Linked DNA regions of Mus musculus: regions 1, 2 and 3 are each linked to region 4. The links are chromatin contacts, called in public promoter capture Hi-C maps. All regions are on one chromosome and are shown on one strand. The core of a region is the stretch at or near the end of the contact, and the rest is flanking DNA. Distances in the headings are between cores, read along the strand shown. Region 1 holds the start of Flad1 (flavin adenine dinucleotide synthetase 1). Region 2 holds the start of Krtcap2 (keratinocyte associated protein 2). Region 3 holds the start of Clk2 (CDC-like kinase 2). Region 4 holds the start of Prcc (papillary renal cell carcinoma (translocation-associated)).

Region 1 (3,327 bases), core at 222-2,721, 1.5 Mb before region 4:
GTGTTCTAACACAAAGCCATATTCCCAACACGTTTGCCACATGTCATGAGAGCATATTTATTTGAAAAGATATTGTGGTTTTAGCATGCCTCCAAGTCACAACAGAAAATCCCAGGAGAAATGTAGATGTCAGACCCCGTCCAAACCTACTGGGTCACAATTTACATATCGTAATATCTAGGGATAGCGAGATGGTTCAGCAGGTAAGAGTAAGACTCCGCCACCCAAATTGGGATAGATCCTAGGCCCCACATAAAGGTGAAAGAAAAGGGACTCCAGAAAGTTGTCCTCTGGCTTCCATTTGCATGCTGGGACACTGCTGTCCTTCCTAGTCATACAATAATAGTAAAAGCTTTTTTAAAAAAAAGAAAAAAAAAACCCAGATGATTAAGCTATTTTTCCCCAGCAAAGCAAAGGGTGGAGGGGCACTGAAGTAGGAATGAAATGTTGTGAGTACCCAAAGTGAGTCCAAGGTACTCCTGCGTACCCCTCTCTCCAGGGACCCATCATTGGGAAGTGATGTTCTGGAGGCAGGTGGGGCAGGAAAGGGTTTTTACATTTTAAAGTCAGAGAAGCTTAAGTAGTTTTTCCCTTTATATTAGAAACAAACGAAGGTTCCACACCCTGCAGCTCACACCTCATTGTTAATGCTAATAACATCTTCACCTTCCCCACGCCTTTAATCCCAGCATTTGGGAGGCAGAGGCAGGCGGATTTCTGAGTTCGAGGCCAGCCTGGTCTACAGAGTGAGTACCAGGACAGCCAGGGCTATACAGAGAAACCCTGTCTCAGAAAAAAAAAAAAAAAAAGAAAAACCATCTTCACCTTCTCAAATTTAAGAGGCAAAGCCAAGCGGTGGTGGCCCACGCCTTTAATCCCAGAACCTGGGAGGCAGAAGCAGGAGGAGTTAATAAACCTGGTCTACAGAGCGAATTCCAGCTACACAGAGAAACCCTATCTCGAAAGAGGAGAGAGGGGTAGAGACAGAAAGAGAAATGTGATGCAATGAAGTGTAGTAACACATGATTTGAATCCCACCACTCCCCAGGCAGTTCGAGACCAGGCTGATCGGTTTAAACAAGTTACTTCCCGGGCTATATACTGGGGCTCTGTCTGAACTGTTTTTTAATATTTGAATGAAACAGAATCAGACCTTCATTTTCTTCTAGTACTACAAAGCAGCACCCGACAGTCCCACCCGACAGTCCTTAAAACACCTCCCAATATTTTCCCTTCGAGTACCAGAACACTTTAAGTCCCGCCCTCCATGGGCTAAGGCCAGGCCCCTATTTTTACTTCCGGACAGTGATGACTACATGGTGTTGCCAATAACAACTTAGCATTTCCTCTAGCTCCGCGATGAGGCGCGTGAGCGATTGCCGGTTAGACCAATAGAACCACTGGTAGGAGTGAGCGACAGCCAAAATAACCAATCAACATGAAGCATTGTAAGGCGGGACTTTGAGTACGGAAGCTGTCCTAGGACATGCGGAAAGGAAAGAGCGAATGACCCTGTGCAGGGGGCAAAATAGAGGTGGGATGATACGAGATCAGTGATCTGAAGCCTGGTGAGAAAAAGAGATCTCGGGATAGAAAGGGTGCAGAAGTAGGTTGAGCCCTGGTCATTGGCGGAGGGAGGAAAGAAATGCATTTAAAGGGACCCTAAGGCCCAGAATAAGGTAGACATTTAAAGGGACAGGTGATCCGAAGAGAAGAGACATTTAAAGGTGCAGATATACCCAAGATAGGGCAAATTTTAAACCTGCTCGGCAGACGGAGATATCTAAAGTGGTAGGTCTTGGGAAAACATGGCACTTTAAAGGAATAGGAATCGAGACGTTTTTAGGAACCTGGGGCTTAAGAGTATGTTAAAGAGGCCGGAGTAAGGGTGACTAAAGAAGATTGAGCCTTCCTTCCTCTAGGAAGAAGGTACACTCCTGACGTCTTCATTGTCCTTTCTGGCTCTTCCAGGTTCCCTCAACCCCGGAACTCAGGGTATGGCCTCCTGCATCCTGTAGACCTGGCGGCCTCTCAGTACATACGGCCCCAATTTGGGGTTCTGAGTGGCTACTGGAAAGCCTTGCAAAAGAGCACAGAGGGCAGGACCATGGCATCTAGGGCCTCTGAACTGCCCCCAGGATCAGGGCGCAGCGTGACAGCAGGCATCATCATTGTTGGAGATGAGATCCTTAAGGTGTGTCTGGAACGGAAGAGGGGAAGAGTGTGGCATTCTATTGTCGTGGACTCTTTACGGTGAAAGGAGGGAAACCGGAGTAGGAATCCCCTTTCTTGCCAAAGTCCGGCCCTGGAGTGAGTCCTAACACATTGGAGGAAAAGTGACCCTTCGGTTGAGTGTTTCTGTTGAAAGATGGGTAGTAACTTTCCTACAACTTGCTACGAAGTATGACTGGGGGCAGAGTAGCCACATAACAAGTGACAGGTGGCACAGCAAGTAGAGGAAGCTCAGCAGGCTGGATAGGCGAGCTAGAAGGAAGGTAAGAGAAGAAAGGACTCTATTCTGGACGGCCAGGGTGCTGTTAGAGGATGTGGCAAGCATGGGTTGGCAACAGTAATAGTTACCCTGATCTTTTTTAGTGTCTACCAGAGGCTGGTCTGCACTTAACTATATCACATGTGGCCTTACAAACTTCAAAAATTCCATGAAATTGGGGTTTTTATTACAGATCTCTATAAATTATGAAACAGCCTCAAGGAGGTTAGGAAACTTACCCCAGATCACAAGCCTACAAAGTCCTAGGAACAAAGTGATACATGCCTTAACCTCCAGCACTTGGGAGACAGAGGCAAGTGGATCTTTGTGAGTTCGAGGCCAGCCTGATCTACATAGCCAGTTCCAGAACAGCCAGGGCTACACAGAGAAACCCTGTCTCAAAATAAATTAAAAAAGGAAAATAGTGGAAGAGATAGGATTCTAGCCCAATTCTTCCTTACTCCAGAACACAAACCTGAGACAGAGTCTGACTGGGTATCCCTGGCTGGCTTAGAGCTCTTGTTTTATGTAAACTAGACTGGTTTTAAACTCACAGAAATTCACCTGCCTCTGCCTCTGCCTCTGGGGTGCTGGGATTAAAGATGTATGCCACCATGCCAGGCTTAAAATTTTTAATTTTATGTTTATATATCTGTATGTTGGGGTGGGGGAGTGCCCACAGAGGTCAGAAGTTATAGATTCCATGGAGTGGGACTTAAGGCTGTTACGAGCTGCCCAACCAGTCTGGGAACCAAGCTTGGGTCCTCTGGAACAGAGGCAAGCACTCTTGGCTACTAAGCCAGCTCTTCGGCTCCAGAACACAAACTTTTCATTTA
Region 2 (3,162 bases), core at 477-2,976, 1.4 Mb before region 4:
CCTTCCAACAATTTCTTTCAGCATATAAGAAACACATGGGACAGAGTGGAAGAGACAGAAGCTCTGGGCATTGCTGGGCGGAAGCTCTGGAAACCTCCAACAGGGCCGTGAAGACAGCAACAATGGCGGGCTTCGGGGTTTCTGGGTGAGTCTTTCACGGGGCCACAACTGCTTGCTTTTCCCAGCATGTGGCTTTCCAAGTGGCTCGGTCCTGATGCCGACTTTGTTTTATGAGCCCTATTCTCCATCAGATCTCTATATGAACCATCTAACAAGAATTATCACACACAAAAACTGATCTATCAGGGCTGGAGATGTGCCTCCATTGGGAGAGAGATTGCCTAGCATGTTCAAGGACCTGGGCTTAATCGCCAGCACCTCATAAACTACATGAGGTAGTGCTAATCTCAGGACCTGGGAAGTGGAGGCAGGAAGATCAGCAAGTCAAGGGTTTAGTCATTCACAGCCACACAGGAAGTTCAAGGCCAGTGTGGGCTACAGAAGGGAGGAGAAGAAAGGAAGAGAGAAACAAGCGGATGCAGAGAAAGAGAGTGAGCTCTAGCGGTTATTCTCTATTCTCCTTCTGTCAGGGGTCCTGCTATTGGTAACATCCCAGTGAACACAGACTTCACAATCTCCTCCAGCAGCAGTCAATAGTGCGGGCTCAGTTCCACATCAGAATCCCTCAGTGGGCTTGGTTTTGCTTTCTTCTCTCACAGGGACAAAGAACACCTTCTCCTGGATGCCTATCAGACATCAGCCCAGGCTTGACTGTTCACTTGAAACCTGTCCTGAGAGCAGACCAGGTTGGCCTTTTTCTTTCTTTTCCTCTCCCTCCCCTCCCCTCCCCTCCCCCCTTTTTGTGCTTCTCTTCCAGCTCCAATAAAATGCTTAATCTGAAAGCATCTTCTGTCTTCAAGATTGTGTTAAGCAAATGTATTTCTCCTTTATCATCTAAGCACAGGGAAATTCGGCATCATGTTTGGGAGAGGTTTAAAAAAAAAAGAGTCCAGTTAACTATTGAGTTTCACTTACTCTCAGGGAAGATTTTTGCTTGGAAGCCTTTACCAAAGACCAGATTCTCCAGATTATTGAAGGCCTGGGTGATGTAATTAAGGAGAAACTCACGCAACAAGATAGGAAGTAGAGGGACTGCAAAGCCCTTGCCACCCACTCCCGCCCATGTTCTGTTCATACACCCCCGCCTCCCCTTCCAGCGCGAGGAAGATACAGTCAGGGAGAAGACGAAAAGGCCGGAGCCCAGCAGGCCCCCCTGAATGGTGAGCCACTCGGTGGAGGCCAGCTGGCGGCTGTAGATCTGCATGCCAGCGAAGAGCAGCAGGGACAGGAGGGAGGACAGCGCCAAGGAGGTCCCGGTACCGACTACTATAAATGAGAAAAAGAGTCAGGCTAAGATTCAGGCAGATTCACTCCGGAGCTTGGCTCACCAACCACTTCCAAGTGACCCAGCCCCCACCCCACAGCGACCTCCAGGAACCACCCGGCCCTGCACACCCAAGTTCCCGCCTGTCCGGAGGAAATGCTAGTTCCCAGGACACGTCAGCTTTACCGAGGCTACGGAGAAAAGAGGACCACCCCAACGCCCACTCCCGCTAGAGCAGCCCGGGCATCCCGCCGGTGCGGTTACCCATCACGCCCCGTCCGTGGTCCAATCCGTGTCCCTGGAGAAAGAGGGGAGCCAAAGCCGGCGCGGTTGTCTGTACGCAGGCGTCGGGGCCAACGTGGACTTGCTTTACTTCTTCCTCTACGCGCCTTGGGTGCAGCGCCCTCTTGTGGCAAGGAGGAAATAATGCTTCTAAGAGCATTCTAGGCCACCGCCCTGCTTGGTCTCCAGCCTTCTGTAGCCAAGGCATCTGCTGTCTCTCTGGACAAGCTGCACTCATCTTTCAGTCATGATCCCATGGCCTAGAGTCACCTGTGCCTTCATTGCTATTCATGTCATCTCCCGTACAACTTCCTCAGACCTCCCTGACCCACTATAATTGCCTCAACAACTCCCGAAGATATGTGCCACCCAAGATGTAGCACCGTCCACCTGGAGTTGTTCTTCTGAAACGAGCTTCGTGCTTTATGTGAGTAGTATGACCAGGAATCGATGCAAGCTTCTAATAGGAGGAATGGTTCCTACCTCAAATACCCTCCATGTTACCCACCCCCTAGACCGCCTTTGGAGAACCACGTGGGAAGAACTATTTCCCACCCCCTACCTCGACGGACGCAGTTCGAAGCTAGTCCCTGGAGCATGCGCAGTGACATCTCACCCTCCCCACCCCTCCCTTCACCCCACCCGGCTCCTGCATTAAGCCCCGGGTTCGCAGCAGCAGCCAGGATCGGGCACCCGGGGGCGGGCGGGCACAGTAGGGCCATGGCTGAGGGTGAGGATATGCAGACCTTCACTTCCATCATGGATGCACTAGTCCGCATCAGTGTGAGTTAAGGTGGGGTCAAGGGGAAGGGAGGGGATGTAAAGGGTCGGGGCAAGCCAGACCCTTGAACAGGTGGGGGTCCAGGAAGAATATGGATTATAGAGAAGGGATTAGTTAAGACAGAAATGACTGGGAGGGCGGAGACGCAAGTGTGGAGGGATCCTGGGGACAGCCGAGTGGTGAGACTCCCGTTTGCTGGGGTGTAGGCAGCGAGAAGCTGCCCGGACCCAGCGGGTAGGCTTGGGGTAGCTGCCAGGCGTGCACCAGGGCTATGAGAAGGGGCATGTGTGAGCTTGGATGTTTTCCAAGAAACTGAGGACAGGTGTGGCGGGGGGTGGGGTGGGGTGATGAAAAAACCGCTCCTGGGTGCAGTTCCCAATTTGGACCCCTCCCGACCACCCCCCCTACCGCCCCCAACCCCCCCCCCCGCTAGCTGCCGTGCAGCCTCCCGTTGCCATGGTAACCCGTGCCCGTCTCTCCCAGAGGCGGTGCCAACCCTGCTCCCCCCCACCACTTCCTTCCCCCTCCCTCCCTCTCCCTCCCTCCTTTGTGTCAGCTGCGCCCCTGACCGGGATGGCTGCGAAGAGAGGGACCAAGGTGAGGTGTGGGGGTGGGGAATAGCCAGAAGACCCCTCACCAAAAGGGGGAGGGATACTTCCGGTGGGGAGGGGGCAGGTAGGCGGGGCGCTCCTTCCTCCCCCACCCTAGATTGAGC
Region 3 (2,989 bases), core at 376-2,875, 1.3 Mb before region 4:
CCACTGGATTTATTAAGCAGGAAATAACTGCACTTTTCCTTTTCTTTTGGGTTTGAGGCAGGGTTTCTCTATGTCGCCCTGGCTGTTTGGAAATTGATTTTGTAGACCAGGCTGGCCTGGAACTCACAGAGATCCACCTGCCTATGCCTTCCAAACACTGAGATTCAAAGGGTGTTCCGCTGCCCCAGTCCTTTTCTTTCTCTCTTTCCTTTATTGAGACAAGGTTCTATTATGTAACCCTGGCTGGGCTAAACTTACTAAGCATATCTGGCAGAATTTGAACTCAGAGATCTTGTTAGTGTCTGCCTCCTGAGTGCTGGTATGAACGACTTGCAAAACCACACTTGACATATCCTAAGCTGGTGTCGATTTTGATATGTAGCCTAGGATGGCCACGAATATTTTCTGATATTAGTTCAGTTCCAAGTGCAAAAATTACAGATGGCTGGGGCTTACAAAGGCTGGAGATCAACCCAGGGCTTCATGCAAGCTAAGTGACCCCCACCATATCAACTGAACTATATCCCTAGCCTACTAAGTACTTCTTAATTAGTATCAGTAATACTTGGCCGGCAGCTGGGCCTCCATTAAATGAAACTGGACTAGTTAGGGTTCATGAGTCCTGTTTTGGTCAAAGGGGAAAATCAGAGCAAAATCACTGTCATATCCAGCAATACGATGAGCCTCGGGGGCAGTCTTGGCCCAGGACATGAGGTCTGTAGGTTTGACTCCAACATCTGGTCACCATTCTCGGCCGCTTCCTCACAACCTTCTTAAGGAAAGTGAGCCTATGGTACACTGGCCTAAAGTGGCTGACAGGAAACCAAGAAGATGCAAGCACGAGGCTTTCCCAGGTAACCCTATCTTGATTAACTTAACATAAATGCAATCTCACTTTGGACACCAACCAACAAAGCCACTGCGTTCTTTCCTAGAAAAGCATATCTAGCCTAACTTTCTTAACTTCTAAACCCTGTTTCTTCCTTGCTTACTCAGAGAAGCTAGAATAATTTCCTAGCCTCAAACTCTTCCTCTACACTGCCATCTTAACACTTTTCGGATCGTATTAAACCCTTGGTCCAACTTTTGCACGACTGGGACCGCTCCGGTGTCTACCTCATCACTTCTAAGGCTTTTCCAAGTTTACTATAGGTCTTGCTGCTACACCGAAACACGTCGACCTCCCTCCCTCTCATCTCGCTACTCTGCTGCTTCGAGAGCCCGACACTCCTAATTTCTCCATATCCCGTTGCCGTCCGTCTGGCGGTAGCCATCTTTCCGCGGCCCCAAGGTCCGCCAGCCCGCGCGCTCACCGTTCTGGCGGCGAGGCCCGTGCGCTTGTCCCACAGGAAGTCCGTGATGGCGGCGGCACTGCGGCCGGAGTCCCGGCACCCCCGCGGCGACGAAGTGCGGTTCCACCCCCCAACCCGGGGCCCTGGGACCTCCCGCCCCGTTCCCGGGCTCTGCTCCAGTCCCGCCCGCCCGGGCTCCGTCCCCGCCCCCAGGATCCGCTCGGCGCCTCTCGCACCGCCCCCGCCCGGGGCCCGATCCCAGCTCGGTCTCCGGCTCTGGCCTCTCCGCTCCGCCGCCGCCGCCGCCGTGAGCGAGCACGCACGCACAGACGCACGCACGTCCTGCGTCACTTCCCAGCCTCTGATGGGCTCCGCCCCCCGACACCGGGCCCTTCGGGCCAGTGAGCCGCTTCCCCTGCGCCTTCCAGAGTTAGAGAAGCGGTGGGTGCGCCTCTTGGTTCGGGTCTCGAGGCGCTCGGAGCTTGTCACGTGTTTGTTGAGTCTCTAGGTCTTTTTATCCTTTCCCATGACACCTTCCTCTTGCTCTTCACCAGAAGACAATTTGTGGCTTATTTAATATTGGCTGTTTTAAAGGATTGTTAGTTATTTACATTGTATCGCTATTGAGCAAACGACTCCAGTGAGGTTTTGTGAAGTCTGGTTCTTCAAACAAAACTTGAAAATATATACCCTCCTGCTTCCGAACGCCAGCAAAGAAAGGTTCCCTCTTTGTTCTGCACAAAAGTATTTCATGTTTGGGGCAGGTGCACAGACATAGAGGAAGGAGAATCGGACGCCGTTGTGTTTTAACTAATCTGTATTAAGTATAAATTTACCGAATCATCTTCCTTTCTTTTTAGATTTACCTTAAATTATTTTTGTTTCTGTAGAAGGGTATGTGCATTTCAGTTCAGGTTTTCATGAGGCCTGAAGAAGGGGCCAGTCAGATCCTCTGGAGCTGAAGTTACAGGCAATTGAGGGCTTACCATTGTGGATGCTGGATCTGCCAGAAGATTGCACTCTTAACCACGGAACCATCTATCTCTCCAGCTTCAGTTTACTAAATAGTACAAAAGAAGAAGGAGAAGAAGAAGAAAACGAAAAGGAAGAAGCAGCAGCTAAACATGGTGGTTCATGCTCATAATCTCAGCTCTTAGACGACTGAGGCAGGATTATTTGGAGGAGCTCAAGGCCCGCATGGGCTGCAGTGTGAGACTGTTTCAAAATCAAACCAGCTCAGGATGTGGCTTAGTTGGTGGAGTACTTGCCTTTTGCCCAGAATGCCCTGGCAAGAGAGCCATACATACAACCTATACACGTAACCAATCCCAGGACATAGGAGGTGAAGGCAGGAGGATCCAGGTTATTTCTTCCTTCCTTCCTTTTTTTTTTTTTTTTTTTTTTTTTTTTTTTACTTCAGTTTTTTGAGACAGGGTTTCTCTGTGTAGCTCTGGTTGTCCTGGAACTCACTCTATAGACCAGGCTGGCCTTGAACTCAGAAATCCACCTGCCTCTGCCTCCCAAGTGCTGGGATTAAAGGCGTGCGCCACCACTGCTGGGAAATCAAGGTTATTTTTGCTATATAATGAATTTAAAGCCAGCCTGAGTACACTGATAACCTGTCTCAAAAACAAAGGTTTGGTTTTGTTTTATCTTTTGTTTTGTTTTTTGTTCTTGTTGTTGTTGTTGAGGGGCTG
Region 4 (3,187 bases), core at 173-2,672:
ACATGGCGAGGAGGCTGGTGAGGAAGAGCCACATCCTTTCACAGTCTTTACAATCCTCATCCTTCGCTCAAAGCACCCTTTCCACGTTCTTTAGCCTCCTCCCTGCCAAACTCTAGCAGCTCTTTCGTTGTTGGCTGACCTCAAAGGTTTTCTGCTCTTAGGAGCAGGGAGGTACCCACAGAGAGATGGGTTCATGTATAAAGGACATGGCAAGTAGAGGGCCCTCAGTTAGAGGGTGACAGAAGTGATCCAGAATCACAGGGAGCCAGGGAAGAGCAGTTGCACAGCACGTCATCATAGACGGGCAGTATGTGAAAAAGCCTGCAGTAAAAGTGGGTGGATATGAGGGCCATACGCAAAGGCCGAGAAGACAGCACATCCAGCCAAGAAATGAATGCCAAAGACACATGCACTGTAGGGTGGGCACAGGTGATCAACCCCTAAGAACTTGGAAGTGTACCGGGCCATAGTCTGTCCTTTTACTGAGGTAAAGTGATTAATCTCCAATTCTCCAATACCTTGCCCTAGTTTCCCGTGCTTCTCACTAGTTGCTGAGGAAGGAGCCCAAGTCCCCACACTCATGGGGATAGCGTTCATGGGAGGTGTGTACTGTTACTAGATGTATACTGGTGTATTCATTGGTTAAGAGCACTGACTCTTTTTTTTTTTTTTTTTTTTTTTTTTTTTTTTTTTTTTCTGTGAGACAGAGACAGGATTTTCTGTGTCACCTTGGCTGTCCTGGACCTCACTTCATAGTCTAGGCTGGCCTCGAACTCACAGATCTCCGCCCGCGTCTGACTTCCTAGTGCTGGGATTCAAGGTGCATGACACCACCCTTGCCATGCTCTCAGATGCCTGCGGCCTCGTTTTCTTTCTGGCTTCGCAATCTTAATTTTATAACGTACCCTAGAGCTTTGTCTTTTCTTGGGGTGCTTTGTTCTAACACCCAGGTCGACTCGGAAGCATCACTGTTTTATTTACAGGTAACTTTCCCTTTAAGCTATTTACTTTCCCAGACTTCATCACTTTCCCGACAACACTTGCAGTTTCTAAGGGTACCACAGCTCCCATAATCCTTAGCTGCTCTGAGGAACTTCAAGTACCGAAATGCTCTAAATGCTTACGTGCTACCGCGCTGATCCATGGGGCTTGTAGTAACATAGGACTTGAAAGGACACACAACAACAAACAAACAAACAAACTACGAATCCCAGGAATCACTGCATCAGAGGAAGCTTTCGCTCAGTCTTTCTGCGCACCCTTTACGCCACCTTTAGACTGCAATTCCCGCCATGCTTTGCACTGAGTTCCCGGAGGTAGAGAATGGGGTTGTTGCTAAAGTCTTCTCTGGGAATTGTAGTTCTTAAGTCTGTGAGGTGAGTAGTAGGCGGAGTGACTCGGCGGCCATTAGGTGTGTGTAGTTGCTTGGTGCTAGGAGCTTAAGTGTAGCGGGAATTCTTACTCGGTGGAAATCAACCCTAGCCATGGGTTCCTGCCGGGGATAGTTCTAGAGCACGGAGCAGGAGGCGCTTTTCGGTTCCCCGCCTTGCCCGCTGGTAGGGCCTACTAGGCCGCCGGGACATCCCGGGTCTCAAGTAGGCCTAGTCTGCCAGCAAGGGCGTCCCAAAGGCGGGAGGCGCCATGTCTCTGGTTGCTTATGCCAGCAGCGACGATAGTGAGCCGGATGAGCCGGAGCCGGAGCCGGAGCCGGAGGAAGAGGATGTGGCGGCTCCTATGCCAGGGCCCACTTTAGGAGGCCTGTTCGCTTCTCTTCCTGCACCCAAAGGCCCGGCCTTGCTGCCCCCGCCCCCCCAGATGCTGGCCCCAGCCTTCCCCCCGCCGCTCCTGCTGCCCCCGCCCACCGGAGACCCCAGACTGCAGCCGCCTCCGCCGCTGCCCTTTGGCCTGGGCGGCTTCCCGCCACCTGCAGGAGTGAGCCCTGCTGAAGCTGCGGGAGTTGGAGAGGGGCTGGGGCTGCCATCGCCTCAAGGCCCTGGGCTCAGTCTGCCCCCAGCTGTGGGCGGTGTCGGACCCCCCTTGGGCCTTCCCAAGCCAAAGAAGAGAACCGAACCGGTTAGGATAGCGGCGCCGGAGCTGCAGAAGGGCGATGTGAGTATGGAGGGGGGGGGCACCTCAAGTCCCATTGGGCTGGAGTTTAGGGGTAGGAGGGACTTGTAACCATAATGGAGCTCGACAAACGCATCCGTTGACTCCGAGCCGCTGGAATCCTCTTAGAAGGCGGTTAAATTCACCTGAACTTGCCTGCTTTGGGGAGTTAGGGTATTGGCCATGAGGCATTCTGGAACCTGGGACTTCCTTGCAGAAAGGGATGCGTGGTATCCTTGGTACTGACAGGCTTAAGGCGCATGCATGGAGACAATTCTTTCCCTTTCAGCATCTTTATCTCAGTTGGCTTCTCTTCCCATATTGAGGGCAGGTTAAAAGTGGCGCCTGAAGTGACAGCTGGTGGGACTAAAGTGCTCCTGTTGAACATCCAGGACCAGCCTTATCCTTTGCCCCATCTCTAAAATAAGAAGGCTGGAAGGAGGTAAAGGACATGAGTGGAGTTAGAGAAGAGATGGAATGTTTACTTATTTTGACATGGTTCTAGTATTGTAACCCAGGCTTTTCTTGAATCACTGTGTAGCTCAGCTTGGGCTTCAACTTGTGATCCTCTTGTCTCAGAGTCCAAGTGCTGGATTAAAAAGTGTATTACACTATCCCTGGTATAAGAAATTGAGTATTGCCTCTCCCTCACCCCCACACACAATGGGAGTTGGACTTGTAGCCTCCCTCACACATAGTAGGTAAATGCTCTTCCACTGAGCTACAAAACCCAGCCCTGTTTCCATTGTTTATTTTGAGGAATGGTTTTTCTAGATTGTCTAGACTGACTTGAATTTTAGATTGTTCTGCTTCAGTCTCCCCTGTAGCTGGGATTACAACCTATAGAAGCAGGATTTGGTAGTCCAGGCTGGCTTCAACTTTAGTAGCTAAGATTGTCCTTAAACTCCAGATTCTCCTCCATCTCCTTCCTGAGTGCTGGGATTACAGCTGAACACCACCATGCCTGCTTTATGCAGCTTACATTCATGTCTAGGGCTTTGTGCATGCTAGGCAAGCATCCTTATCAACTGGGCCATATCCTCAGCCCTAACATACTATTTACAGATATGAAAATGGAGTC

What was found. Promoter capture Hi-C pulls out the DNA fragments that hold promoters and counts their contacts.
Region 1: a contact with region 4 is called in a promoter capture Hi-C map of erythroid cells, with 36 times the contacts expected there. The contact joins the promoter of Flad1 here to the promoter of Prcc in region 4. A contact is called at or near these places in 4 of 39 promoter capture datasets (the C10 cell line, erythroid cells, liver and 1 more) and 1 of 484 Hi-C or Micro-C datasets (CD8 T cells).
Region 2: a promoter capture Hi-C map of pre-B cells shows a contact between it and region 4, with 2.5 times the contacts expected there. The contact joins the promoter of Krtcap2 here to the promoter of Prcc in region 4. A contact is called at or near these places in 2 of 39 promoter capture datasets (liver and pre-B cells) and 1 of 115 datasets of contacts at active chromatin or transcription factors (pancreatic cancer cells).
Region 3: a promoter capture Hi-C map of pre-B cells shows a contact between it and region 4, with 2.9 times the contacts expected there. The contact joins the promoter of Clk2 here to the promoter of Prcc in region 4. A contact is called at or near these places in 2 of 39 promoter capture datasets (liver and pre-B cells).

Annotation. Positions count from the first base shown.
Region 1 is chr3:89,410,025-89,413,351 of GRCm38.p6, reverse strand. It overlaps Flad1 (flavin adenine dinucleotide synthetase 1), which reads left to right and starts at 1,471. Exons shown (of 8, transcript NM_177041.4): 1 at 1,471-1,568; 2 at 1,972-2,194. The coding sequence starts at 2,108.
Region 2 is chr3:89,245,002-89,248,163 of GRCm38.p6, reverse strand. Krtcap2 (keratinocyte associated protein 2) reads right to left here and starts at 1,726. Exons shown (of 5, transcript NM_025327.3): 1 at 1,649-1,726; 2 at 1,232-1,386; 3 at 1,036-1,099. The coding sequence starts at 1,652. Trim46 (tripartite motif-containing 46) reads left to right here and starts at 2,267. Exons shown (of 10, transcript NM_183037.2): 1 at 2,267-2,449. The coding sequence starts at 2,387.
Region 3 is chr3:89,163,431-89,166,419 of GRCm38.p6, reverse strand. It overlaps Clk2 (CDC-like kinase 2), which reads right to left and starts at 1,625. Exons shown (of 13, transcript NM_007712.4): 1 at 1,314-1,625. It overlaps Gm45927 (predicted gene, 45927), which reads right to left and starts at 1,625. Exons shown (of 19, transcript NM_001310017.1): 1 at 1,314-1,625.
Region 4 is chr3:87,883,797-87,886,983 of GRCm38.p6, reverse strand. Prcc (papillary renal cell carcinoma (translocation-associated)) reads left to right here and starts at 1,422. Exons shown (of 7, transcript NM_033573.2): 1 at 1,422-2,109. The coding sequence starts at 1,642.